Regions from separate parts of the Mus musculus genome. Here all the other regions are linked to region 1. The links are chromatin contacts, called in public ChIA-PET, HiChIP or PLAC-seq and promoter capture Hi-C maps. All regions are on one chromosome and are shown on one strand. Each heading gives the region's core, a stretch centred on a gene start, on an enhancer-like site or on the middle of the called end of the contact. The rest is flanking DNA. Distances are from core to core; before and after follow the strand shown.

Region 1 (4,892 bases), core at 1,226-3,725:
AGTTCCCCGAGGGCTTCCTACATGCCAGCACAAAGGACAGCTCCAGGCTGAGCAGAGCAGACACACCCCTAGCCTCCCCAAGAGGCACCAGAGTCAGACACTTACTCCATAACCCACGTGACCCAAACAAACCGACACCAGAACCAACCAGGATACCAAATCAAATTCACACAAGTACAAAATTCCCGAACATTAGTGCAGTAAACACTGGCATCGTTTAAACTTTATAGGAGAGGCCTAGCTCTTCTCGAGACTAGGATTCTGTGCAACCAGATGGGCTCTGCCATGGTGATGCTGTAACTGTCACGCCTGGGGTTTAGAGCCATGACTGTTGAACTCAAGTTCCCACCACATCACTTCTCTGCTCAAAAACTTCTAAAGCTCCCAAGTTTTTAGACTAAAAGCCAAATTTCCCCCCAAGGCTCTGTCCAACTTGACCTCTACGTACTCCACCACTATCTATAATCTCTATCTGCACTGCTCTATCAGATGGCCTCTGGGTCAACCCTCATCCTTCAAAGTATGTTAAGTCACCCTTTGACCTCCACCTATGTTCGATGCGCAAGTCTGTTCCCTGCAGCACAGAGAATCATCCTTTATGCTACAAACCCGCTTTTGATGACTCTTCTGGCTAGAAAGTTAAGTCCAGAAAGGGTATGCAGAGATGGTAGAAGGCACAGGGTCCGAGTCACACTCACCGTATTTTAGTTCACAGATCTGGCTGTCTTTCTTCTTCAGCTTCTCACAGATCTTTTCCACAGGGATATGGTGGGCCAGGGGCTTCGACACCTCATTGATGATCTTGGTGGCAGCATCATCTGTGGCTCCAATGTAGTAGCACTGCAGCAAAAACCAAAACAAAACAAAATGAAAGCCTTGAAAAAAATCTGCATGCATGAGAGCATGTGTCAGAGGCCAGAAGGCATCAGGTTCCCTGGAGCTGCAGTGCAGGGTGCTGTGGATGCTGGAATTGAACTCAGGTCCTCCACAAGAGCAGCACACATTCATAACCAACTCTCCAGTTCCAGACAACTGTTAGGTCACCTTGAAAACCTCTCTTTGCCAAGGCTTCGGTTTGTTAGTCTGCCCAGATCTAGCTGTCCCAGGCCCGAGGCACTTGATATATGCTCAGCTGCAGAGTTAGAGTTCCGATGAGAGACTACCATGGAAATTAAAGCTACAAGAGGCTGATGCTCCGCCAGGGTCCTTGACCTTGACTTGGCCCTGGCCATCTCGGGGCACCTAGCCAACTACTTCTGGTTCCAATCACACCAAATTCATTCTGGTCTTTGGGCACTCCCATTGCCTGAGTTGTGCTCACTCCACCTCACTGACTCCCTGTCCTCAGAGGTAGATACCCACTACTTTCTCTCTCAGCTCCCACCCACCAACTCTCCTAGCTTATTTCCTTCATGGCATCTGGCATCACTGCCTTGCAGTTGCCTGTCATTTTCTCTCCTGGTCTTACCAATATTCAGCTTATAGCAATGTTTAATAAATAGAGGATAAAAACACTTAAACCTCACATTAGTATATATACAAGTCCCATCACAAAGTGGACAGTGCCCAAGAGCCAGGGACAGGCTGGGTGGGTCACCAGCTACTTACCAACCGATTCTCTTTGCCTCTTGCTTCACGGCAAAACTTTATAAGTTCTTCTTCAATAGTGGCTGGTGAAAATGTGACATCTCTGTCTTTGAGGTCCTGGTAAAATCGTCCCAGATAAGAAATACAAACTGGAAAAGAGGGAGGAGATGGTAAGTAATTATTAGTCTCCATTTCCCCTGGAAAAAACTCTGTCAGCAGTTTTGCTAGAAGGGATTAATTTTTTTTTTTAACTCGGGTACTCAGAAGTGCACAGAGCCCTTAGGTTGCTGGGGTCCTTGTACCCAGTTGCATGCTGGGAATGAACATTACCCAAGTGACCCACACACAACCCTCTCTGCTCTTTTCAAGTTTAAGTCTAGAGTGGACACGTGTCCTTGAGGGAACTCATTGTGACCTCATAAGGGACAGATTGAAGGCTGAAGCAAATGATCAAAATGCTCCTCATTCCAAATACATCGAACCCCCAAGTGCAGCTTAGTAACCCCGAGACGGTTGCGGCCCACAGGATGCCTTCCTGTAATCGCTAAAGTGATGGGAAGACAAAAACTCCCGGGATGTGGGCTTCCGGCCAAGTTATTAACGCTACTGAACCGACGCGTTCCCTTAAATGGGTCAACGTCTCTAGGCCCGGGAAATAAGTGAGGCCCTTTCTCCAGCGGAGCCCCGGGACGGGCCGTCGCTCCCACCCTTTCGCTTTCCTTGGGTTTAGCGCCGCCAGGCCGCCCCCATCCGGTCCCCCGCACCTTCACAGTCTCCTGGCCGCAGCGCCCGGCTGTCAGGCAGCACGCTCAGGGCCAGCGCTACCGCCAGCCCGCGCGTAGCCCACATCCTCCTCAGCCGTCTCCACCACCGCCGCCGCCGCGCGAATGAACCGCACCCGGCGCGGTGTTCCGCCTAGTGGGCTGGAACAGAAACCTGAGCTTCCCATTGGTGTGCGATCCCCGCGCCCACCCATATGCTGCATCCTCATTGGTCCACGTGCCCAGGAGCCCAGACCGGCGGCTCCACGCTACCCTCCCTCATTGGCTGCTGCTGTCTGGGACCTAGACAGTTGTCGGTTGCTGATTGAGCCTGGGCGGTCCATAGGGGTGCGGAGGGAAGGTGCACGGGTCGCCATGTTGGGTTAGGGCAGCTGCTTTGGCTGCTTACCCGGAACCCTCTCAATCTATTGACTCGACCCGAATGCCGAGTCTTGGTTCCACACCCACTCCTCCCGACGCCCGGACTCGTAGAGCAGCATTTCTGGCGCCACCCTATAGCCAGTAGGATGGGCGGCGGGAGCATGGATCAGAAGCGGTTCCTTGTTTTGAACTACCACGTGGATTGCCGAGCCAATCAAGGGGAACGTCCACTTTGATTCGCCGGCTTGCTCAGACCCCGCTTTAACCTGGGTCAGACGGCAGAACCTCTTAAACGAAAGGTCTCGGCCTGCCTAGTCGTTTCCCGTCCTGGGCCTCTGAGGACCTCGCGGCAAGGCTGCGAGCAGAGGCGTTGGTCTACCTTCCAAATGGAGGCCATGGGATCTTGGGAGGTTTTGTTCTCCACTCTTGGAGACACGAGGATGGGAACTGGAGACATTACCGCCTGGACTGCCCTAATGCTAAGTGCAAGGGCTTTGGCCACTCGCCCTGGAAGGCGGAATATGGAGAGCGGCCGACTAAGTGCAGAAAAGTATCTGGAGCTAAAAGGGCTTGGAGCCCGGCGACAAGGGTTTGAGAGGGGCACTTATGCTCCCATTCAGTGAAATCAGTGGATCAATATCAGGTATTCATCTTTAATTCACATCACAGCAGTCAAGGGATGGAGGTGGGGGAGTCAGTTGCCAGATATTTACATCTAAAAGTCACATTTTTTGTTGGATTTATAACATGCTACCACAATATATACAGTAAAATGCCTCTTGGGACACTGGCACAAATTTTTTTCTTTAACTTTTCTGGTACAGGTAAGATAATTTTAAGTCAGTTTTTCTTTAGACATGAATACACAAAAGAAATGGTTAGAAGTTTTCTTGTTTTAAATAAGCACAGAATGCCAGAGGTTAAAAACACATTTATAGGGCTTATTACCAATTAGACATACTCTATACATTTTTTTGCTCAAATTCCTGTACAAATACACAGCATTCAAATAGGTATTTACAAATACGCTTTAAACAATGAAAATCAGTATTTCACAATCTTTTCAAAGGATTCTGATCTCTGACCTCCCATTTCCCTCACACTGGCTGGTTTTTCAATAAAAAGTATTCAGAATAGGTCCATTTCATCCAGTTGGGGAAAATGGAGAGAAGTAACACAAATATATTTCACTTTGCATAAAGCAAGGTCAAGGAACTTAACCCTACATTCCCCTCCCTACCTCCTGTGCCATCAAGTGGAGAAAGGAGATGTCTGCATGTGATGACTGGCTGCCTCCGTGGACTGAGGTTCAGACGTGCCTGGAAACAAACCTAAAGCTGCCCTACCTAAGAATCACATCCCAAGCTAGACTTGACCCTCATACCTGTGAACCCAGACGGTCCAGAAACAAGCTTACCAGTGAGTCTGGGCTCAGGAACAGGTGTGTGTGCCCTTGGTGCTGGGGCTATTGGATTGGCCTACCTACATCCTCAACAGTCTCCACTCTGCCTGAATGATCCTGAGGGTATCAGAAAGCCCTACACTGTTGGTACCTGGGCCCCAACATACTGTGAACGGAAATGGGCCTTCTTTCTTTTCCTATAGGTTATTTGCTGACAGTTCTATTAAACTTGTTTCTAAGAGAAAAACACTGTGACCATGGGTTTTTCTGTTTGGAAAGAATTGTGGAGAAGGGATAAGCAGCTGGGGCCAGAACTTGGCCATAGCAGGCCAGAAGGCCAACTAGTTAAGGGAACAGGGGAGCAACATACCTGCTCATCAAGGAGAAGGCAGTTTTATGGCCATCACTGATGGGAATGTAAGCAAATAAAAGGAAAACAATTGCCTCAAGACAAGTTATTTTAAAAAGTAACTTAGAAGCACCCTGGTGAAATATTACCATACCCCCACCATAATACCAAGAGTAACGTCAGTGCCCTGACATGAAAGAATTCCCTATAAAGTCACCACTGTGCCCTACTTAACAGACTGGGGAGGTTTGAAAAACTGCCCTTCTGCCTGTCCTGAACCCTGAGTGGTGGGCAGTCCCTATGGGTTTGGAGTGGAGGGCTCAGTACTTGGCTGCTTGGAAGATAACAGTTTTACCTGTGTGGCTCTCTGCCTCCAAAAGGAGAAGTTTCCTCCCACCATTTATTTATTTAT
Region 2 (4,892 bases), core at 1,666-4,165, 510 kb after region 1:
CAGGTCAGATACTCTTCCCGAGCATAGCTCTCAGGCTCCTTAACCTGCCACCTGTTTGATTTGTTATCCCAAAATGTCTTTGCTGTCTGAAACGGCCATACTCTATCCTATATAGGACCTGAGTAAGGACTATAGGTGTGTTTCTGACCCCAAGGCAGAAGCCACTGTAGGTATGTGTGACTGTAGAGGGAGCAGGAGAGATAGAGAGGCCCATGCAATTGTGGAGAGGCTTTTTTAGGCCCTTCTTGGTATGAGCATTTGATGGGCTCATGCGCATCCTGGGTCCAAATGGTAGAGAAAAAGGAGCAGGCCCCAGGGAGAAGAAACTGCAGGAGTAAGGCCACAGGGCAAGGGTTTCCATTGAACAGGTTGCTGTCCAGCCCTCAGGCTTGAGTAGGGTGGGGATCTTGCTGCCCTGGCATGATAAACGTTCCTGATAGGCTCCCTCTTCCCTTGGGTAGTATGGCTGAGCCCAGGACCTTCTTAGCACATAGTAGGTTCTCCATAAAGCTCTGTCAGCCTCTCTGGATACTGAGCTGATGTCCTGTAGGCTTACACATGGAGATGGCTCCTACCAGGTCCCCTGCAAGGATGGGTTCCTTTCTGCTGACTGCAATGTTACATGCCCCTGCCATGCCACCATCACTCAGGACAGACACCTTGGCCAGGTGGGTGGTATTAGCCGTTTCCTGCTGAACCTATCTGCCTGCTGTGGGCATCTTATTCTCTGGTAGGCCACAATTTCCCCTCCCGAGACCTTAACCTGCAGCTGGAGCCAGCTGCCAAGAGGCTGAGGATACTGTGAGCCTCCAAAGTTGGAATGTGTAAACTCTTACTACCCATTTACTCTTAATTACCTCCCCTCCTTATTTGTCTTCCTTTAACAGCCTGTCAACCAAAATCTCCCGCCTTTCCCTCGGCGCTAGCGGCCTCAATTAGGTGCACATCTGCGGAGGCTGGGATGGAGACGCTCAACCTCCAACGCTCACTGCCGAACTGACTGGCCCCAGGTGCTTGATGGCCTGGGTGCTCTCCAAGGATAGCACTGGCATCTTTGTATCAAAGGTCAGCCAGCCTGTCTCTGACATGTGTCAGGACATTGCAGTCTGCCTTGGGAAAGTACCCACCCACCCAGAAGGAGCTGCGGACATCTCAGGCCAGTCCTGCCTGCACATGAGGGATGCAGATGTTAGAGACAGGTGTCAGCAGGACAGGAGAGGACTGCTCAGCCCAAACTTACTGACTCTCCAGTGCAGGACACTCTCTTTATCTGTCCTGGTGATGAACTGTTCTGTCCAGATCTGGGGACAAGGAGCGGTGGGTATTCGACATAGTCACACATCTGGCTCAGTGACACCCCTGCTTGCCTCCCTGTAGAGCTGGCCTGATGTGGCCTCCCATTGTTCTCTAGGCCCTTCCAGACCACCAAGTCCCAGAAACTATTTGGAGTGTAGAACTGAGGGCCCTTTTTGATATCGCTGATAGACCCTTATAGTGTTCAGTATAATATACTGAATCTGGCCCGGGAAACTTCACTCAGATCTAGAGAAGAGGAAGATGTGCTCTTGTCAAGCCTTTATTTTTAGGAGTGGGGAAAGATGGGAAGCCCACAGCAGAGTTGAAAGTCAGGAAAGGTTGTCTGAGTCTATATCACTTCTGTACCCCTTGGCCCAGAGGCTACTGTTCTCTCCTCTCTCTGGAAAGTCGGTTGTGAGTAGATGTTGGGTGACCTACCCAGGCATGGGATGAGAGTCCTTGGACATCTCTGAACTGAGCCACCAACCAGTTAATAAGCCCTTAGTGTCTTGTTTGGCAGAGTCTGTGGGCAGCCAAAGGGGGTCCTGTGGCAGGGTGGCAGGGAGCATTCTCACCACTGTGGGTCAGCGTTGGGGGCTGGCAAAGTGGGGCTCAAGGGCCAACCTGAGCAGGTCCTTGGAATGCTCTTCGAAACTGTGAGTGCTTCTGCTACCAGACATTCAACCCCTTTCTCACTGCATCCTGGAAATGGCACTGCAGCCTTACAGGGGTATTCCTATGAAAAGGGAAGGCTCTGAGAAGGTGGCCCACACGCTGAATGTTACACACAGCTCATTGTTGTAACTACAGCAGGAAGATGCCAGGTCCCACCAGGACAAAAGTGAGTGGTTTATGCTAGACTGAGCTTCCTGCCTCTAGACGAGTCTGACCCGAAGCTGTGCAAGTCCAGGGAGCGGAGGCTTGGGCTCCGTGGCCCGTGTTGTCTGGACAGTAAAGTGGAGCAAAGCAAGAGCTGAGGTATCCCGCTTCCTTCAGTCCCCACATCTGTGCCGCTGGACTCTCTTCCAAGGAACTAGGAGAACCAAGATCCGTTTTTCTGCCAAGGGCTGCCCCCCCCACGCCCCCAACCCCCTCACCCCGATCCCCACAGAAAGAAATCTTGAGGTAGCTGGAGCTTCTTCTGTGGGTGTGACAGGACTGCCATTCTCCTCTGTAGTCTGCAGAAGCCTGCCATTCCACCATTTAAACCTGTGACTCCAGGCCTTAAGCCTGTTGAAGGTCGAGTCCCAGAAGGGTCATATGTGCAACTGCCTAGGGAGAGTTCCCACTCGCAGGGCCAAGAGGAGTCCCCCGGTCTGAGGTGTGGGGGCGGGGACGTGCACTGGGCGCTGGGACCACGGCTGGGGCTCAGGACTCGCGAGCTTGGATTCGGATCGGTTTGCGCGAGCCAGTAGGGCAGGCTCCGGGGTGAACGGGGACGAGGGGCGCGCGGGCACAGGCGGGCGCGTGACCGCGGCGGGGGCGCGCGGAGGCGGGCCGGCCAAGGAGAGGGAGGGAGGGAATGAGGGAGGGAGCGACAGGGGAGGGCGGCGCCGGCAGGTTGGCGGCGGCCGCTATTTGAGCGCAGGTCCCGGGCCAGGCGCTCAAAGCGCTTGGAGCCAGCGCGGCGGGGAGATCGCTGCGCGCAGCCCGCAGAGGCGCTGCGGCCAGTGCAGCCCCGGAGGCCCCGCGCGGAGAAGGAGGTGGAGAAGAGGCCGGCTTTCCGCCCGCCGCCCGCGCCCCCCCACCTCCATCCCGCCGCCGCCGTCCCCCCTCCCTCCCCGCGGCGCCGCATCTTGAATGGAAACATGGCGGTGCCGGCTCGGACCTGCGGCGCTTCTTGGCCCGGCCCGGTGCGGACCGCTCGCCCCTGGCCCGGTCGCGGCCCCCGGCCCTGCCCTGACCCCCGGGGCCCAGCGTCCGGGCCCGCACGCCCGCTCTTGCTCTTGCTGCCGCCTCTGTTGCTTTTACCGCTGCTCACCGCCCCCGGCGCCTCTGCCTACAGCTTCCCCCAGCAGCACACGTAAGTGGCCTCAGCCGGCCGCGGGACCCCGCAGAGCCCCGCGCTCCCTTGCGCCCCTCAGCCCGCGTCTGCCCCTCCACTCTCCACTCCGGGTGTCGGGGCGGGGGCTCTGGTTCCCATGGCATGCTGCAAGTGAGGGTGTCGGCTACAAACCCCCGTGGGCTGGCAGCCAGGGTCCCGGAGCTTCTGGCTGCGTCGCGAAACTTCCTTGCGGTGCCCTGCTTCCCATAGACCGCCCCCACCCCACCCCCTGCAACGGGACAGAGCAAAACATCTTCAAGCTTAGGGATGGGGTGGGGGTCGAGTCTGCCAGTTTATACTCCTGCCACTGTCCGGTGATAGAGGAGCCTGAGGTTGGTCGAGAGAATGGCCAACGACCCCTGCCCGGTAGACTTGGAGCCAGGCATCTGCCCAGTGTTTTATCCCTGGTGGGAACCTGGCGCTTTAGAGTCAGACGTGGGGTTACATCCACACCTGTCTTCTTGGGCCTTTTCCTTGGGGGGGGGGAGCGATACTGGATGCAGAGGGTGCCAGCGCCTTCTTGCTTCGGTCAATGTCACCTGTTCTTGATCGCCCACCTGAGGGGACGTCCCTGGATAGCTCAATAAGGAGGTAAAGGTGCTGGGGTTGGGTCAGAAGGTGAATGACAGGGAGGACCCCTGCCTGCTCCTGATGCTGACACTGTCGCTCCTGCTACCAACTGGGTAATAGCATTTCCAGGTTCTGCCAGCTCTTGCTAGTGGTTATTATGGTCAGTCTGAGCCTCTTCACCTTCCCCAAGATCTGGTAGAGTCGGGCAGATGTGTCTGGATAAGGAGTGGGTATTCTGCATGTGGCCTTTAGGACAACATCTGTTTCTTGACACCGTGCCTTAGCCATATGTCAGTGTCCAGACACCCTTTGGGGCATGGCAACCACCGTGCTTCTGTTTCCTGTCCTCAGCTTTAAGGAGCCACCTGTCCCCAGACTCCTTCACGAATGTCCTGGCCTAGGTTTGGGCATGAGAGGGAAGGGTCTGGCCCCAGAAAAGAGCCTGACTAGTCTGCGTCACAAGAGCAGTTCTGCCCTTGGGTAGGAGACCCCGGCTCTGCCACAGAGCCTGTCTACTTCAGCTGGTAGGTTCTCTCAGATGAGGAGAAAACAAACTCAGATGAAGCAGGGCTCGGACTCAGTCTCCCTGTCCTCTCCCTTATCATCACTCTCCTCACACAGCCCGGCCGTGTCCAGGAGGGTGATCAGTTGGCAAATTACAGGTGCCGCACGGACGTGTCCTCTGTCAGCTGTCTGGATTTTTCATGAGTGGATGGGGGGTGGTGCGGGGAAGTTCAAGGGTTGGTGGGTCGTGGTATTGTCTTTCATTTGCTGCGATGAGACTGGATCGAAACTATAATGTTTAGAAAGAGCAAAAGCATGTTTTTTATTGTTCTTTTTTTTTTTCTCAAAGCCAAGCCATTTTTTTTCTTTCCTAGCCATTTCCCAGTCCCTCCAGTGAAGGTTTAAGTAGTTATCTCTTTCTCTCCTCTTTCCTGCGCGTACACTGTCTCCCTTAGGACAATGTCAGACCCCGTTCACA
Region 3 (4,892 bases), core at 952-3,451, 480 kb after region 1:
AAGGTAAGGAGGCAGGCCAGGTAAAGGGCTCACAGAATACTTCACCACTACAGATGGTGGTCTCTGAGCTACAGTTTGAGTAAGGGAATTAACTAGAGGAGAGTTTGGAGAGAGAAGCCACTCAGGTACTGAGGACAGCAGGACCACAGTACAAGGCTGAAGAGAACACCCTGTCGAGATGAACCTCGCCTGTGCTTAGAGGCCAAGGCTGGGACACATGGTTGGAGATGGAGTAGTTAGTGTAGCAGGGTGGAGAGAGCCTGTTGGATTGGTCCTAGGAACAACAGGGTGCCAGGAACATTTTGTAGGCCTCCCTGGGGACAGACCCTGAACTGCAGGTTCCTATGTGTTCAGGCACAGCCAGGTTAAGTACCCCTCGGGGAGACAGACCAGGGTGCCCCTGAGAAAACAACGTGTATGCATCAGGACCCAGGGATGGGTGTGAGGCCACAGGCTAGGGTGGCCATGGAGTTTACACTGTAGTATTAGCAGAGAGGCTAACAGAAAGTAATAGGGCATGCCTGTGATCTCGGCACTAGAAAAGCTGAGACAGGGGGTTCACGAGTTTGAGATAGCTTGAGCTACACAGCAAAAGCCTGTGTTGAGCAAACAAAAACAAAGCCTTAAACAAACAAATAAACAAAGTAGTTAAAAGACCATGTAGGACCTATACCAGGCAGTTCTGTAACCGCAGTTCCAGGGCAATCAGAAATCTGTATTTTACGGACTCACAAATAAAGATAAATCTTTAAAGAAAATAAAAAGAAGAAATCAGAGAAGTGAAGGCCGAGTAGGTTGTGATAATCTGGATACAGATTCCAGTTACTTGTTTCAATCAATTCCACTTTTGGCTGAAATAACTCGGGTCAGAATCTTACCTTGAGTCTCATGGACTGCACTGTAGGCTTGCTTAGGTGGAGCGGAGGGGATCGGAAAAGCGAGTGCACGAGAACTGACAGAAATGTAAGGTTGTCCAGGAAAGAAGCTGCAGAGGAGGGGACTGGGATGCCCTAGACCACGGGATGTGGAGTAAAGGGATTCGGGTTGAATGGAGCAAAGGTGGATAAAGTGGGCGTGGTCAGGGACAGCTGGTGAAGCTAACCTCAGGTAACAGAAAGCGATACAAGAATTGGTTCATAAATGGCCCTGAGTGGTGCCAAACGCTGCACAGAGAAGAACTGTGAAGTCTGGAGGGCAAAGCTTGTCCAGTGTGTGATCTTCCAAGTGTGGTCTTTGGGACTTGAGCCATTTCTGGGGCGCAGAAAGGACAAAGCCAAGCCAGGCAGAAACCCAGGTCGGCAGGAGGCGCTGTGGCGCTCAGTCAGCATCTCAGGTATGTAGACTGAGGGCGATCACCCATCCCCCACCACCCAGTGAAGGAAGGGCGTCTCTCAACAAATGTTTGTTGAGCTCCTCCCTGCCCTGCATGCAGGATAAGGAAAGGAGATGTGCGGAACAGGTAGGAGGAGACAGGAAATTAGGGGAGGGTCAAATGAGCAGCTCAAGGTGAGATGGGGTTCATCCCAGACAGGCAGCAAGGATCCCTATATAAGGCAGCAAGGGCTGGAGAGGCAAAGACCAAAGGGTAAGAACGGGGCTAGAACGGGACCCAGTCAGCCTGCAGCTGAGGGTCCAGAAGACTTGATGGCATCCGCATAGGCCCCCAACTGTTTCAGATTCTCAACTAGGGTTCTTCTTCTCCCGTCTATGAAATGTGGGTACCCTATGGCTACCAGGAAGAGGTGCAGGAAACAAGAGCCCCACCCTAGGCCAACCCCTCCCCACCCTACCAGTGGCTAAAAATAAAAGCAACAATAATTTCCTTAAATGAAACCTCCACTTAAACACTTAAAAAGCAATAAAAACTCAATTTTCTTTCTCTCAATTATTTTACTTATTCCATTTTCCAAAAGGTTCACCCTGTTATGAAGATGTATTTTTCCCCATCAGCGGCAGCGTTCTCCGCCATTACTCAAACTGCCTCAGCCTCCCTCTGCCAGGAGGGTCCCCTGGTCTCCGCGGCAACCAAGTGTGTGTGACTGCGTGACTGTGGCCCTGCCACCACTGCTGTTGCTGATGGGGACACTGAGGGGGCATATATCTGCCCCACTTTGGCCCTTGCTCAGTTTCCCAACCTATCTTCTCCAGCCACTCACACCATCACCAGGACTACAAGCCCCTCCCACCAGCTGCTGCCCTCTGACCTAGCCACTCAGGTTTGTCTGAGTTGCGGGGAGGAGACAAAAACCCTCCCACCCTCAGACAAGCACGCAGCTTGTTTCAGAGAAGTAGGCTTGGTACTTCAATCACACAAGCCTGACACTGTAAAAATTGGGTTTCCTGGTATCATTAGTGCTTTGTGATTGGTTCCATTTGTATGGCGCTTGCCTGGTTGCTCATCTCTGCTAATTGTTTTTACTTGTTCTTTCCATTTTTAAACTGCTGTCGTGTTGGCTTTTAATTTTTAATTATTGCTACCCCTCTTTTTTCCCTGTTGGTCCAGACCTCTCCCGGGTAAGGCTCTCGGTGCCTGTAGCTATAGCCAGCTCCCTTTCGATGGCCAGGGCCTAGGACCACCAGTATCTGTCCTTACTGGTCACGACACATCTGCATACTGGTACAGTGATAGAGCTTGAGCCCAGTCTATCCTCCAAACATACACTGGGCACCCAGCATTCAGTCCTAGAAATGATCTGGGGCTCCTAAGAGACAGTGAGGGGATCCACTGGATACAGGGTGCAGTGAGAGCTGCTTTTGTTCTCTTGAGGGACACAGCTATATCCCATCCACCTGCCATCTTAACCCTGCTTTCTTGGGGCCTTAGGCCTCTGAGACTTAGCGATAATACGACTGTAACCGTGCCCTCTGTCTCCAACCCAGTAGCTGTTCTCAGCTTTCCTCTGGATGATCTATATCTGGTCTCCTATTCTGATTTTTTTCTCTTAGTTTGCCCAAACGCTTTGTGCCTCTGCTCCAACCTAATCATAAATGTTCTAGAGTGCCCGGGCAAATTCAATCCTTTCCCCTAGCGGTGGCCTTACTGGACAGTAGATGCTGAGTTCTCACATGCCATTGGGCTTCTGCACATTCATAAAACAGGGACTATCCACTAGCCCCCAAAAGAGATGGGATGCGCTCAGAACTCATTGCTAAGAAAGGCAGGGTAGACTGAACCCACGATTGTGGCAGTCTTTCTGGGGCTGTTCAGAGGATGCTGGAGAGTGTGGGGGCTCCTGGGGCTTGGGATGGGCAGTCCCAGTGTTGGTCCAAAATGTCAGCATTTACCCAGACCCTAAAGTCATTTTCCCAATGGGGACTCTGAGGTCCAAAGGATGAGAGTGACTTCTGATTTAATAGGGATTCGTCTATGAGGCCTCCTTACTGTTGGGGAGATGAAGCAGGACGTACCAGTGGCCAGCATAGGAAAGAGGATTGGCTGTAATCATTGGTAGCTGAGGTTAGACTCACCTTGTTTGGTCTGTGCTGCTACAGAAAGACAAGAAGGGGCAGAACGGAAAGGTGTTTTATTAGTGTTTCCTTGGTTGGTTTTATTTGTTTGCTTTAAGACAGAATCTCATACTGTAGCCCAGGCTGGCCTCAAGCCTGAAGCAATCCTCCTGCCTCAGCTTCCTGAGCTTTGGAGGAGTGAGTCTAGTTACTCAGCTTAGAAAGGCTCTTTTACTGAGCACGGGCAAGGCCACGTTTAATCCCTAAAACCATCTTGTTTCAGAGGACTCAGGCTCAACTAGGGGCAATGACCAACCCTGACTTCACTCCTGGCAATCCCAGACTCCCCTGGTATGTGCCAGAACTCTTCCTCCCCAACTAAGGACTAAGTATGTGTTCCAGTCAGAGGGTCATCTCCACCTCAACCCTTTGTGAGAAGAAAGCTGTAAAAGAGCCGATAATCCCAGCACTCGGGAAGCAGAGGCAGTCGGATTTCTGAGTTCGAGGTCAGCCTGGTCTACAAAGTGAATTCCAGGACAGTCAGGGCTATAAAGAGAAACCCTGTCTCGAAAAAAACAAAACAAAAACAAAACAAAACAAAACAAAACAAAAAACCCCAAAACAAACAAACAAACAAAAGAAAAAGAAGAAAAAAAAAAGAAAAGAAAAGAAAGCAAGCAAGCTGTAAGAGGCCTGTGGAGCAGAGACATCGCCTGTCATGCTAGCCCTCCTCCATGACAAGCCCCCCAAGGTGGGAGATGGGGCTCCCATTTTGGAGCAGGTAGTTTGACAGTTTGCTGACAGCATCAAAGAGGGAAGAGATGCGCGTCTGGCCCCAACTTGGCCTCTACTAAAAGCATCCCGGTGTTCGTGCACTCTTCATCCTAAACCGATGGACTTCAAAGGCTGCGCTGGAGGAGGTGAGGCATCACTTAATGGCATCGCAGGCAGAACTGAAGAATTCAGAGACTGCTGCTATGGTTGCCTTCCTAGTATACCTGGTACGGTTCCCACAGCAGTCCCAGAAGACTGGAAGCCCCAGGTTCTACCGCTCTGTTAACCCAAGGATTTGCTTCCCCACTACTCCGGTGTCCCAGACTTTGGCCCCCTGCGGGCAGCGGACAGTGCTGCTGGAGCTCGCTGCTGCGGAGGGCAGCACCACCTGGACCGACGCACATGCGCGGAGCAGCCGCCTGGCCCTGCCGCAGCAGCCCGTGCCCCCCGCCGCCTGTGCACGGAACGCGCGAGCAAAGCAAACAAAGACGTATTGGTTTCTGCTCTATTAGAGGCGCAGGAGGGGGGAAATCAATGTTTAGTAAATGGGAAAAGAGAAAATCGTTCAGGAAAGACAGTCTATTTCCAAGCCGGAGAGAGGTTCGTAAACAGCACAGGCCATTGCGGAGGAAGCACGGCGAGCCATAAAACTCCCCCGAGCGGAGGAATGT
Region 4 (4,892 bases), core at 1,006-3,505, 460 kb before region 1:
CTGGGCAGTCGGGGTGCACGCCTTTAATCCCACCACTTGGGAGGCAGAGGCAGGAGGATTTCTGAGTTCGAGGCCAGTCTGGTCTACAGAGTGAGTTCCAGGACAGCCAGCAGTGCTATACAGAGAAACCCTGTCTCAAAAAACCAAAAACCAGAAACCAGAAAAGCTAAAGGTAACTATGGTCTGTAGGTGTTGATGCAGCTCTAAAGTGGTAGCTGTGTGCACGAATACATGTTTCTTTAAAAGGCTGCAGCGTGTCAGACTTAGTTTATTGTCGATGGAACATTCAGCCTGATTTAGTTGTCAGTTCTGTCTATTTACAACAGAAAAGGCAGATGTGTTCTTCCCATTTACCTCTGTGCTTTTTCTATGGAACCAGCTGCCGAGGTTTTCTCTGTGTAGCCCTGGCTGTCCTGGGACACACTCTGTAGACCAGGCTGGCCTCGAACTCAGAAATCCCCCTGCCTTTGCCTCCCAAGTGCTGGGATTAAAGGCATGTACCACCACTGCCCAGCGGCTTTTAAATTCTTAAAAATCACTATTTTTATGAGCCTGTATATGGGTGTTTAAGGCAGAGGACAACTGTCAGGAGTCTATCCTGTCCTTCCACAATTGGATCCGGGGTTTGAATTCATGTTTGAGCTACAATCATTCTTACCCACTGAACTATCTGCCCAGCACACTGTTTTTGCTGTTAGAGACAGGGTGTCACCCTGCCTGGCCTAGTCCTAGCTTTGTAGCTTAAGATGATCTTGAGTCCCTGATTCTCCTGCTTCTGTATAAAACTTAGGCCCTATACACTGAGTGGGTGGTGTGAGCTACCATGCCTTTCTGGAGATAGGGTCTTTCTACATAACCCTGGCTGTCCTAGAACTCACTACATAAACTAAAATCACAGAGGCTTGCCTGCCTCTGCCTCGTGAGTGCTGGGATATCCTGACATTATAAAAGTTTTTTGGAGCTGGGCAGTGGTGGTACACGCCTTTAATCCCAGCACTTGGGAGGCAGAGGCAGGGGGATTTCTGAGTTTGCGGCCAGCCTGGTCTACAGAGTGAGTCCCAGGACAATCAGGGCTACACAGAGAAAAACCCTATCTTGAAACAACAACAAAAAAAGCTTTTCGGAGACAAGGTCTACCTGAATTACTCAGGCATCTCAGACTTACAATTCTTCAGCCAGTAGCTGTGATTACAGGCCTGTTTTCACCTCTCTAGCATCATCTCACATCTAATATATGTGAAAAGAAACCACGAGGGCTGGTGAGATGGCTCAGCAGGTAAGAGCACCCAACTGGGGCTGGTGAGATGGCTCAGCAGGTAAGAGCACCCGACTGCTCTTCCGAAGGTCCAGAGTTCAAATCCCAGCAACCACATGGTGGCTCACAACCATCTGTAACAAGATCTGACGCCCTCTTCTGGAGTGTCTGAAGACAGCTACAGTGTACTTACATATAATAAACAAATAAATAAATAAATAAATAAATAAATAAATAAATAAATAAATAAATCTTAAAAAAAAAAGAGCACCCAACTGCTCTTCCGAAGGTCCTGAGTTCAAATCCTAGCAACCACATGATGGCTCACAATCATCCGTAAGGAGATCTGACTCCCTCTTCTGGAGTGTCTGAAGACAACAACACTGTACTTACATATAATAAATAAATAAATCTTAAAAAAAAAAAAAAAAAGAAACCACGAAACTGCCACTCTGGGGAACCAGCCCAGGCTGTTGGAGTAGACTTGGACTATCGTTGCCGCTTTTCTCTCTCTAATTTTCGGCACCCTAAATCCAGTCTATTCTTTTCCCTAGTACATTCTTCACTGTCTTCAGGCAGCCAGCGCCCTTGTGTGGCAGTCTGCATGAGTCTCATAGCTCTTCTCCTCTCCTCTGCCCTCTCCAGTGCATTCCACACAGGAGCCCGGTGAGCTGTTTAAGAACACAGATTCTTCGCTCCATTAACATTCATCCCTCAAAGGCCCCCTCGGCTTTCAGAGTCTTTGGAAGTCTAGCCCAAGAGCAAAGTAGGCACTGGAGGAAGAGAAGGAAGCAAACACGGGCTGGCCGCCGTCGTGGTCCATGCTAACACCACGCTCTTAACCCCAGTAGCAAAAGCCTGCTGTTGGAGGATGAACAGTTATAACCCAGTCTAGGCTACACAGCAAGAAAGACCCGCTCAAAAAATAGCGGGGAGGGGTTAAGCAAAGAAAGAAATCTGTGACGCTAAGAGGGCGTGGCCAGGCTCTAACCCCTCCCCTTTCTAGGCTTCAACTCTTTCCGGCCTTGGAACCTTTTTTCTCCGCCAGCAGTGAGGGAAGCTTTTCCGTTGGACTTTCCGGCGGTGTCGGCCCTATTTCCCGTGCTGCACTGCGGGCCTTTCTCTTTCTCTTCCGGTCTCCGGCGCTGCGGGAGCCGCGGGTTACCGTGAGTGTTGGCCTTACGGCATCCGATGACATCCGTGACTACAGGGCGGCGGCGGGTCGCGAGGCAGGCGACACGGGTGGCAGGAAGGACAGGGCGGGCAGCTGCTTGGCTATGGGGCATCGAGATTGCCGGGCGGGGGTGGTTCCCGGTCGTCCTCAAGGAACGGATGGCGGGGAAAGCCGCCCCGGGGCCGGCAAGCTCAGTCTCAGGACCGACCTCCTTGCTCGCGTTTGAGAGGTGGGGTCGCGTTTTGTGAGTGTTGCCAGGCTGGCGGGTGTCGTAAATCGGAAGCGTCTGCTGCAGCCTCTGGTTTCTTCATGTTACCCCAGCTCAGGGCGGCAGAGGTGTGCCGGTCTGGGGAAGCCCAGAACTGATCTCGTGGCTTTCTTGCAGGTGCAGACATGGCCAAGTCCAAGAACCACACCACACACAACCAGTGTAAGTTCCTTGGGCTCCGGCTGGCGACTGTACCCCAGCGAGGATTGGGTTAGGGTTGCTAGATCAGAGCTGGAGGGAGGGCAGGTCACCCTTCAGGTGAGCCTTGAAGATGATTGTGTGTTTAGCTACTTTGGAGATTACAAATTTGGGAGCCAGGAATCCGCTTAAAAAGCCCATAGTGCTTTCCACCCATCCTTAGTGTATTCTCAAAAGACTGCCAACCATGATGTTAGGTGGTCTTATTGGAAGATACCTCATTTTTTTTTGACCTGTAAATATTTGTTACCCTACAGCCCGCAAATGGCACAGAAATGGCATCAAGAAACCCCGGTCGCAAAGATACGAATCTCTTAAGGGGGTGAGTGATGACAGTGGGTCATAAACTATCCCTTGGCTCCAGGTCTACAGGGTAGGGCCTCTTGTAAGTCATGTCTCCTCCACCACCAGCGTGTGTGTTTCGAGCTAGGATTTCTCTGTGTAGTCCTGGTTGTTCTAGAACTCACTATGTAGACCAGGCTGGCTTCGAACTCTGAGCTCTAGGGATTGTGTTGCCTAGCTTCTCCTTGTCTCCCATGTCAGACTCAACAGAAAAGCCTTCCTTGACCTTCCCAGCCCCTGGTGTAATCTCCTGAGAACAGAACTGCTTCTCTTGCTCCGTGGAGCCTTGAGGGAGGGAGGGAGTCGTTCTGTATATTGGGTACCTCATGGTCTGCGTCTAAACGCAACTCTAGTTCTGTACATTTGATTGCACCCAGATAATAGACTGGGGATAACTGAGGCTGTACTAGGTCTGTTTGCTGCCTGCAACCACGCTCTCTGATGTGAATCTGATGGACTAGGCTTGGTATCTGACACTCAGCTGAGGTGGGGGGGTGCCCCTAGACAAGTCTCAGGAAACAGCTAGGTTTCCAGAAGTTCACACCCACACCCTCCAACCTTTTTGTGGTTAAGGTTAACTTACTGTTGTTTTTACAGTAACATATTTGTGACCAGGGACTTAAGGAAGTGAACCGGGCCTGTTATATGCTACCTCATACACCTTTTCTGTTCCCAGGTTGACCCCAAGTTCCTGAGGAACATGCGCTTTGCCAAGAAGCACAACAAGAAAGGCCTGAAGAAGATGCAGGCCAACAATGCAAAGGCAGTGAGTGCGCGCGCAGAGGCCATCAAGGCCCTGGTGAAGCCTCAGGCCATCAAGCCCAAGATGCCAAAAGGCCCCAAACTCAAGCGGCTGGCTTTCATCGCTCACCCCAAGCTTGGGAAGCGGATTCGAAGCTACATGGCCAAGGGTCAGAGGCTCTGCCAACCGAAGCCTAAGGTCCAAACCAAGGCAGGGGCCAAAGCTCCAGCTAAGGCCCAGGCTTCAGCTCCAGCTCAGGCTCCCAAAGGTGCTCAGGCCCCCAAAGGTGCCCAGGCCCCTGTGAAGGCCCCATAGAAAAGGCTCCTGCCAGTGTGAAGACAGACGGACTGCTGTGACACACCTCCCCACACACTATTTGCAGATGACCAGTGTCCTATGCTGTTCTTACAAATAAACTCAGGCAAGATCTGTTAGCTTGTGTCTGTTGTCATAGGTTGAGGGTGGAGTCGCTGCCCTCTGTGTGTGGGGCAAAAGTGCAGTCTTGGATGAAAGGGGTTGCAGCTATGGGAAAAATAGTCCTTTTAGGGATGGAAGGTTGGAGCCCTGAGGTGGGACCCTGGACTGTAAGAGAGGAGCTTAATGGTTGGCTGGGGGGGGGGGGTGAGGTATTAGCCTGCTCTGCTTGGTCAACTGAGGGGATGAAGGGTCCTGCTCTCCAGCCATGCTCTGGTCTGACAGGACTGCACCTGGCTAGGGGCCACTACTAGGTTATACTCGATCTGGGAAGGGAAGAGGACACCACTTTATTGTCCTGGTAGCATGCCATTGTTCTAGGTAGGGTACACACAGGCATATAGACCTTTAAAATCTTTCCCAGTGTTCTAGGTGGAGGTCAGGACAACTTGTGGACTGTCCTGGGGAATCAGGCTAGCTTGGCAAGTGAGCCCCTGCC
Region 5 (4,892 bases), core at 1,209-3,708, 420 kb after region 1:
GTAAGAAAACAGAGATAACCTTAACTCCTAAGGCATTCTCTGTAATAGCCCTGGCTGTCCTGGTACTCACTCTGTAGACCAGGCTGGCCTCGAACTCAGAAATCCACCTGCCTCTGCCTCTCAAGTGCTGGGATTAAAGGCATGCGCCACCACTGCCCGGCTTCTTGTATTTCTTATAGAAAAGATGATCATGTTATTATAGTCATTTACAAGGTCACTTATTACAACATTTGCATGTAATTATTATTTTGGCAGTATGGTCCCCAAGGTTAAAATAGCGCAGTATACCAAAGACTATATTAAAAAAAAAAGTTAGGTTAAGTGAAAAATACCAAAAATTAAATATCGTAAACATAGGATCAATATTTATTTATTTATTTTTGAGACAGGGCCTTAAACTTCTGATTCTCCTGACCCTGCCTCCCTGGCATTGGGATTATAGGCATATGTCACCATGCGTGGTTTTATACTGTGCTGGGAATCGAACAGACATACTTGGCAAACATTAGCCTTTAGGGGACTGAGGCTCAGTTGCCTGCATCCCCCAAGAAATGCATACACGCCACAAGGACCCTAATGCAAGTAGCTTTTTTGGAAGTGATGCTGAGGAGCCCCAGCTGGATATGGGAAGACTACATGCCACACACGGTTCCTTTCTTCCTAGTTCTGTGCCTTTGCCAGCTCAGCTGAGGCACTGACAGCCCTTGTTCCCAGTAAAGTAGAGGTGATCTGGGCTTTGTTTCTAAGCCAGGAGTTTTGTGTGTTCTGCCAGAATCTTTGAGAACATGGTAAGCTAACTCATTTGCTTACAAGGTGGATACAAACTCAGCTTTCACAGTGCATGTATGTGTGTATGTGAGTGTGTGTGTGTATGTGAGTGTGTGCACATGTGAACAAGCGTGTGTGAGTATGTGTGTGTGTGAGTGTATATATGTGTGTGTACATGTGCGTGTATGTGTGTGTACATGCATGTAGAATGCATGCAGAAGTCAACGTTGGAAGTTGTTTCTTAGACACTCTTCTCTTTTGAAACCATTGTCTTTCACTGGCCTGGAACCCCTGATATAGGCTAGAGTGGCAGACCAGTGAGTCCCAGGGCTCCTCCTGTCTCTACCCCAACAGCCACTGGGATGATAAGAGGACACAGGCAAGCTTGGCTTTTATGTGGGTCTAGTCCTCATTCTTGCACGGCAAGCATTTCACTCACTGAGATATCTAACCCAGGCCAACACAACTCTTATTATAAAGGATGGGAAATTTTACAGGAGCCAGTTTTAGCCTTAGTTGGTGGACATGAAGGGGACAAAAACTGGAAGGAAGAAGGCTAGAGTCATGGGAAAGTTCCATGAGGGAAGGTGGGGACCATTTCAGCAGAAGTGGGAGGCTGGTTCATTCAGAATAAAGAATATGGAGGCCGACAGGCCAGGCCAGTCTTAGTAAAGATATGGTGTCAGGGTCCAACTACCAGGCCAAAAGTTCAGTAATCCCCTTCCCAGATCTATTCCCCAAACACTGGGTGACAGTAAGCAAGTCAAGTCAGGGAGACCCTCAGAGTTTCAGCCTTTTTTCCTATGAAATGGGGGTGATATGCTGGAGTTTCCACAGGCGGCCATGACTCAGAAGTAGTGGTTGGGCTTCTGAGACAGGATAATAATGCGCACACACACACACACACACACACACACACACACACACACACACACACTCATGCTCACACACACATGCACATATACTCACACACACACACACACACATACAATACACACATACTCTCACATGCATATACACACATGCACATGTACTCACACAGTACACATACTCATACACATGTACACACATACAATACACACACACACACACACTCATACAGAGAGATCTGACCCAGTTTCCAGAGCTTAGTGCTCCTCCACCCAAGGGAGGGTGTGTATAGATACCTATGATCATAAATACCAGCCAGTGTTCAAGTCCCACACCCATGCATATGCATGTACATGTGCATTCCTGTAAAGAGGCATGCATATAGCTCTCTGTACAGGCATGTATAATATGGCCGGCTCTCTCTGGAGGACAAAACCTGTGTGGATCTCCATTGCTGACAAAAAGCCTAAAAACCAAGAGTTCCTCACTGGGGGCCAATTAGGATAAGTTCTTGTCTATCTACTGCATCCATGAGCTCCCTAAAGACATGGAACCCAAGGACCACTGAACCATCCCACCTTCCTAGCTCCAGCATGCAGTTGGCACTTAATAAAAGCTCGTGGGGTGAACAAAGCCAGGAGGAAATAGGAGGGGCAGGACATAAAGCCTCACCTAAGCTTAGGGAGGTGGTCTCAGACCTTAACTGCCCCAGAGGGTAGCTGCCCTCTACCACTCGCCGAGGATGCTGGCAAGGAGAGCTTGTCTCAGATGCTGTGTCCTCACCTAACCCTGAGTCCTGCCCCACCCGGGTGGCTAGGAAGGCTGAGGTGCCTGGCTCTTAACTGTGACTCAGCGGAAGAAGACAAGGGAGGGGGGAGGGTTAATGCTGGGGCCCAAAAGGGTTTTGCTTCTCATTTCTCTCTTTCCAAAGCACAGTCAGTTCCCAGAAATGAAGGTACCCAGAACCAGAGAGACTTGAGGCTTTGTGGGGCCCTGGGTTCCCCAGCCTGCCCACCTTAAAGGCACCATAAAGCCTGGGGAAACCCCTTGGCCACGCCTACTGCTTGACTCTTCTTTTTCCTGCCTCAAACCAGAGATTATGCACCTGGCACATGCATTGTGCAGCCAGGTCTTGGATGAGGACACCAAGGACCTTTCAGAAGTAGGTGGCCCAGATTCAGTGGCTGTGACAGAAGCTGGGTGGAGGTGACCCCAGGACAGGACAGTTGAGGGGGCTAGAAGCTTCAGGAACAGAACAGCCAATATAGAAAATGCCCTCATGCCCTGCCCACAAGTTCCTTCCTCCTCCCTCTCGCCTTCCTTTCTTAAGTAAAATTAACATTTACGTGTGTGTGTGTGTGTGTGTGCGTGTGTGTGCGTGTGTGTGCGTGTGTGTGAATGCCATAGTTTGCTTGTAAAGGTCATAAGACAATTTGCATTTTCCTCCTTCCCCAGTAACCCTGATCAGCCGGCTTGGCAGTGAGCACTTTTACCCTCATCTTGCTGTCTCTTCTTTTTTTTCCTTTCTCTTCTTTCTCTCTTCTCCCTTCTCTTTTTTTCCCCCTCTCACCTCTCCTTTTCTTTTTTCATAATTAAAAATAAACATTGTAGGGGCTGGAGAGATGGCTCAGTGATTCAGAGCCCTGGCTGCTGTACCTGAGTTCAATTCCCAGCACCCACATGGTAATTCCCAAGTGTCTGTAACTCCAGTTCCTGGGGATCTAACACCCTCACACAGACAGACATGCAGGCAAAACACCAATTCACATAAAAATAGCAAAAATGAATCATTTTGAAAAATAAACATCATAGGGAAATGGACAGGATGGGGGGGGGCATATCATCACACTAAGTGACATAAGCCAGGCTCAGAAAGACAACTATCCTGTGTTTCTTCTCATAAGCAGAATACATGTACAGACATGCATAGGGCACAGAAGTAAATGGAAGAGGGACTATGTGAGGGGAGGAATGGGTAGTGAGGGGCAAGAAAAAATATCAAGTGTTTCCTCTCATGTGCAGTGTCGGTGTCCACATACTTATCTGGATATGACAGGAAAGCAGAAGGGGCCCATTTGGGAGGAAGAACAAACAAGGAGGGGAGTGGGAGAGCAGTGGGGAGTGGATACAAACAAGAAACAAAGTATCCAGGTGTGCGACCCACGGCTTTCATCCCAGCCCTTAGGGGACAGAAGCAGGCAGATCTGAGTCCCAGCTACAGAGTGAGTTCCAGAATAGCCAAGGCTGCACAGAAAAACCCTGTCCCAGAAAAAGATTATTTATATATATATACATACACATATACATGCATATATGAAAATCTAACAATGAAAACTCATTACTTTTTATGCTAACTAAAAGAATCAACAAAATAAATGTATGATTTTAAGACCAGTGATATGGCTCAGTGCATAAGGCACTTGTGCAAGCCTCCAATGACCTGGGTTTAACCCCTGGAACTCATGTATATGTGGAAGGAGAGAATGTGCTCCACAAAACTGTATTCTACCGTAGCACGTAGACCCCCCCCCCACCCCCATAAATAACCAATAATAATGATGTCTAAACACCACAGACTCAAACAAGTGTAACCCGCCATTATAACACATCAGAGTCCTCCCCATGACCTGGGCTTGAAGTGAGTCTCCTCCTCCTGTCCCTACAGCCTGTCAGGTGGGCTACAGAGGCATTGCCACTGCTCACAACCACTGATCTGCCAGCTCTGTCCCTTGGTCCTGTGTTATGAAAAGCAAACATTGAAAGAACATGGAAGTGTAGGCCAGCATAAGATTCTAATCCCTAGAGCTGGAGAGATGGCGAGAAGGCTCAGCAGTTGAGAGCATTTCTGCTCTTCCAGACGACCCAGGTGTAGTTCCCAGCACCTATCTCAGACAGTCTAATTCCACTGCTTGCAGAGGGACCAGCGCCCATGTCCAGCTGCCTATAACTCTACTTTCAGGGGATCTGGAGCCCCTCTGCTGGGCTCCACAGTCCTGCATACCTACGGTGCACAGACATACACACAGGTGAAATACTTGTACATATAAAATAAAAATAAATATGTCTTTAAATAAATTTTTTAAAAAGCCACCCCATGCTAGTCTCTGGTGTAGACACTGGCGCTCTTTGCTAGATTTTATGCAAAGAAAAAATTTCAACTTTTAAACATTATGTTATTAAAATGCTGCTTTTACATTTGGGGGGGGGGCTTTTCGAGACAGGGTTTCTCTGTATAGCCCTGGCTGTCCTGGAAC

Evidence for each region. Promoter capture Hi-C pulls out the DNA fragments that hold promoters and counts their contacts. ChIA-PET counts read pairs in DNA pulled down with a chosen protein or histone mark. HiChIP or PLAC-seq counts read pairs in DNA pulled down with a chosen protein or histone mark.
Region 2: a promoter capture Hi-C map of the SN4741 cell line shows a contact between it and region 1, with 6 times the contacts expected there. The contact joins the promoter of Cacna2d2 here to the promoter of Manf in region 1. A contact is called at or near these places in 9 of 39 promoter capture datasets (the 3T3-L1 cell line, the SN4741 cell line, cranial neural crest and 5 more), 2 of 484 Hi-C or Micro-C datasets (the G1E-ER4 cell line and embryonic stem cells), 6 of 115 datasets of contacts at active chromatin or transcription factors (the 230-238 cell line, embryonic brain, embryonic limb bud and 3 more) and 1 of 9 other capture datasets (embryonic stem cells).
Region 3: a contact with region 1 is called in a promoter capture Hi-C map of embryonic stem cells, with 2.7 times the contacts expected there. The contact joins the enhancer-like site here to the promoter of Manf in region 1. A contact is called at or near these places in 16 of 39 promoter capture datasets (the 3T3-L1 cell line, 3T3-L1-derived adipocytes, the C10 cell line and 11 more), 1 of 15 datasets of contacts at CTCF or cohesin (large pre-B cells), 1 of 484 Hi-C or Micro-C datasets (Th2 cells), 9 of 115 datasets of contacts at active chromatin or transcription factors (bone marrow-derived macrophages, embryonic forebrain, embryonic midbrain and 5 more) and 3 of 9 other capture datasets (adipose tissue, embryonic stem cells and macrophages).
Region 4: an RNA polymerase II ChIA-PET map of memory CD8 T cells shows a contact between it and region 1, with 17 read pairs. The contact joins the promoter of Rpl29 here to the promoter of Manf in region 1. A contact is called at or near these places in 3 of 39 promoter capture datasets (liver and pre-B cells), 4 of 484 Hi-C or Micro-C datasets (CD4 T cells, embryonic stem cells, nephron progenitors and 1 more), 1 of 115 datasets of contacts at active chromatin or transcription factors (memory CD8 T cells) and 1 of 9 other capture datasets (adipose tissue).
Region 5: an H3K4me3 HiChIP or PLAC-seq map of bone marrow-derived macrophages shows a contact between it and region 1, with 4 times the contacts expected there. The contact joins the enhancer-like site here to the promoter of Manf in region 1. A contact is called at or near these places in 1 of 39 promoter capture datasets (embryonic stem cells), 1 of 484 Hi-C or Micro-C datasets (bone marrow-derived macrophages), 29 of 115 datasets of contacts at active chromatin or transcription factors (the 230-238 cell line, CD8 T cells, the NIH/3T3 cell line and 19 more) and 6 of 9 other capture datasets (adipose tissue, embryonic stem cells, embryonic tail and 3 more).

The regions. Positions count from the first base shown.
Region 1 is chr9:106,889,463-106,894,354 of GRCm38.p6, forward strand. It overlaps Manf (mesencephalic astrocyte-derived neurotrophic factor), which reads right to left and starts at 2,476. Exons shown (of 4, transcript NM_029103.4): 1 at 2,352-2,476; 2 at 1,609-1,736; 3 at 699-840. The coding sequence starts at 2,436. Dock3 (dedicator of cyto-kinesis 3) reads right to left here. Exons shown (of 53, transcript NM_153413.2): 53 at 3,363-4,892.
Region 2 is chr9:107,396,965-107,401,856 of GRCm38.p6, forward strand. Cacna2d2 (calcium channel, voltage-dependent, alpha 2/delta subunit 2) reads left to right here and starts at 2,916. Exons shown (of 38, transcript NM_001174049.1): 1 at 2,916-3,319. The coding sequence starts at 3,105.
Region 3 is chr9:107,373,475-107,378,366 of GRCm38.p6, forward strand. No RefSeq gene overlaps it. Among named protein-coding and RNA genes, the nearest start is that of 4930429P21Rik, 22 kb to the left of the region's middle. Within about 2 kb of position 2,202, at least 15 of the 459 cell types and tissues checked have an H3K27ac peak or open chromatin away from gene starts, as enhancers often do. A contact at or near this core is called in embryonic stem cells, fetal liver and trophoblast stem cells, where this site is marked.
Region 4 is chr9:106,427,156-106,432,047 of GRCm38.p6, forward strand. Rpl29 (ribosomal protein L29) reads left to right here and starts at 2,256. Exons shown (of 3, transcript NM_001324534.1): 1 at 2,256-2,859; 2 at 3,153-3,217; 3 at 3,914-4,413. The coding sequence starts at 2,823. The coding sequence ends at 4,294.
Region 5 is chr9:107,310,438-107,315,329 of GRCm38.p6, forward strand. No RefSeq gene overlaps it. Among named protein-coding and RNA genes, the nearest start is that of Cish, 16 kb to the left of the region's middle. Within about 2 kb of position 2,459, at least 159 of the 459 cell types and tissues checked have an H3K27ac peak or open chromatin away from gene starts, as enhancers often do. A contact at or near this core is called in the 230-238 cell line, CD8 T cells, SST interneurons and 3 more, where this site is marked.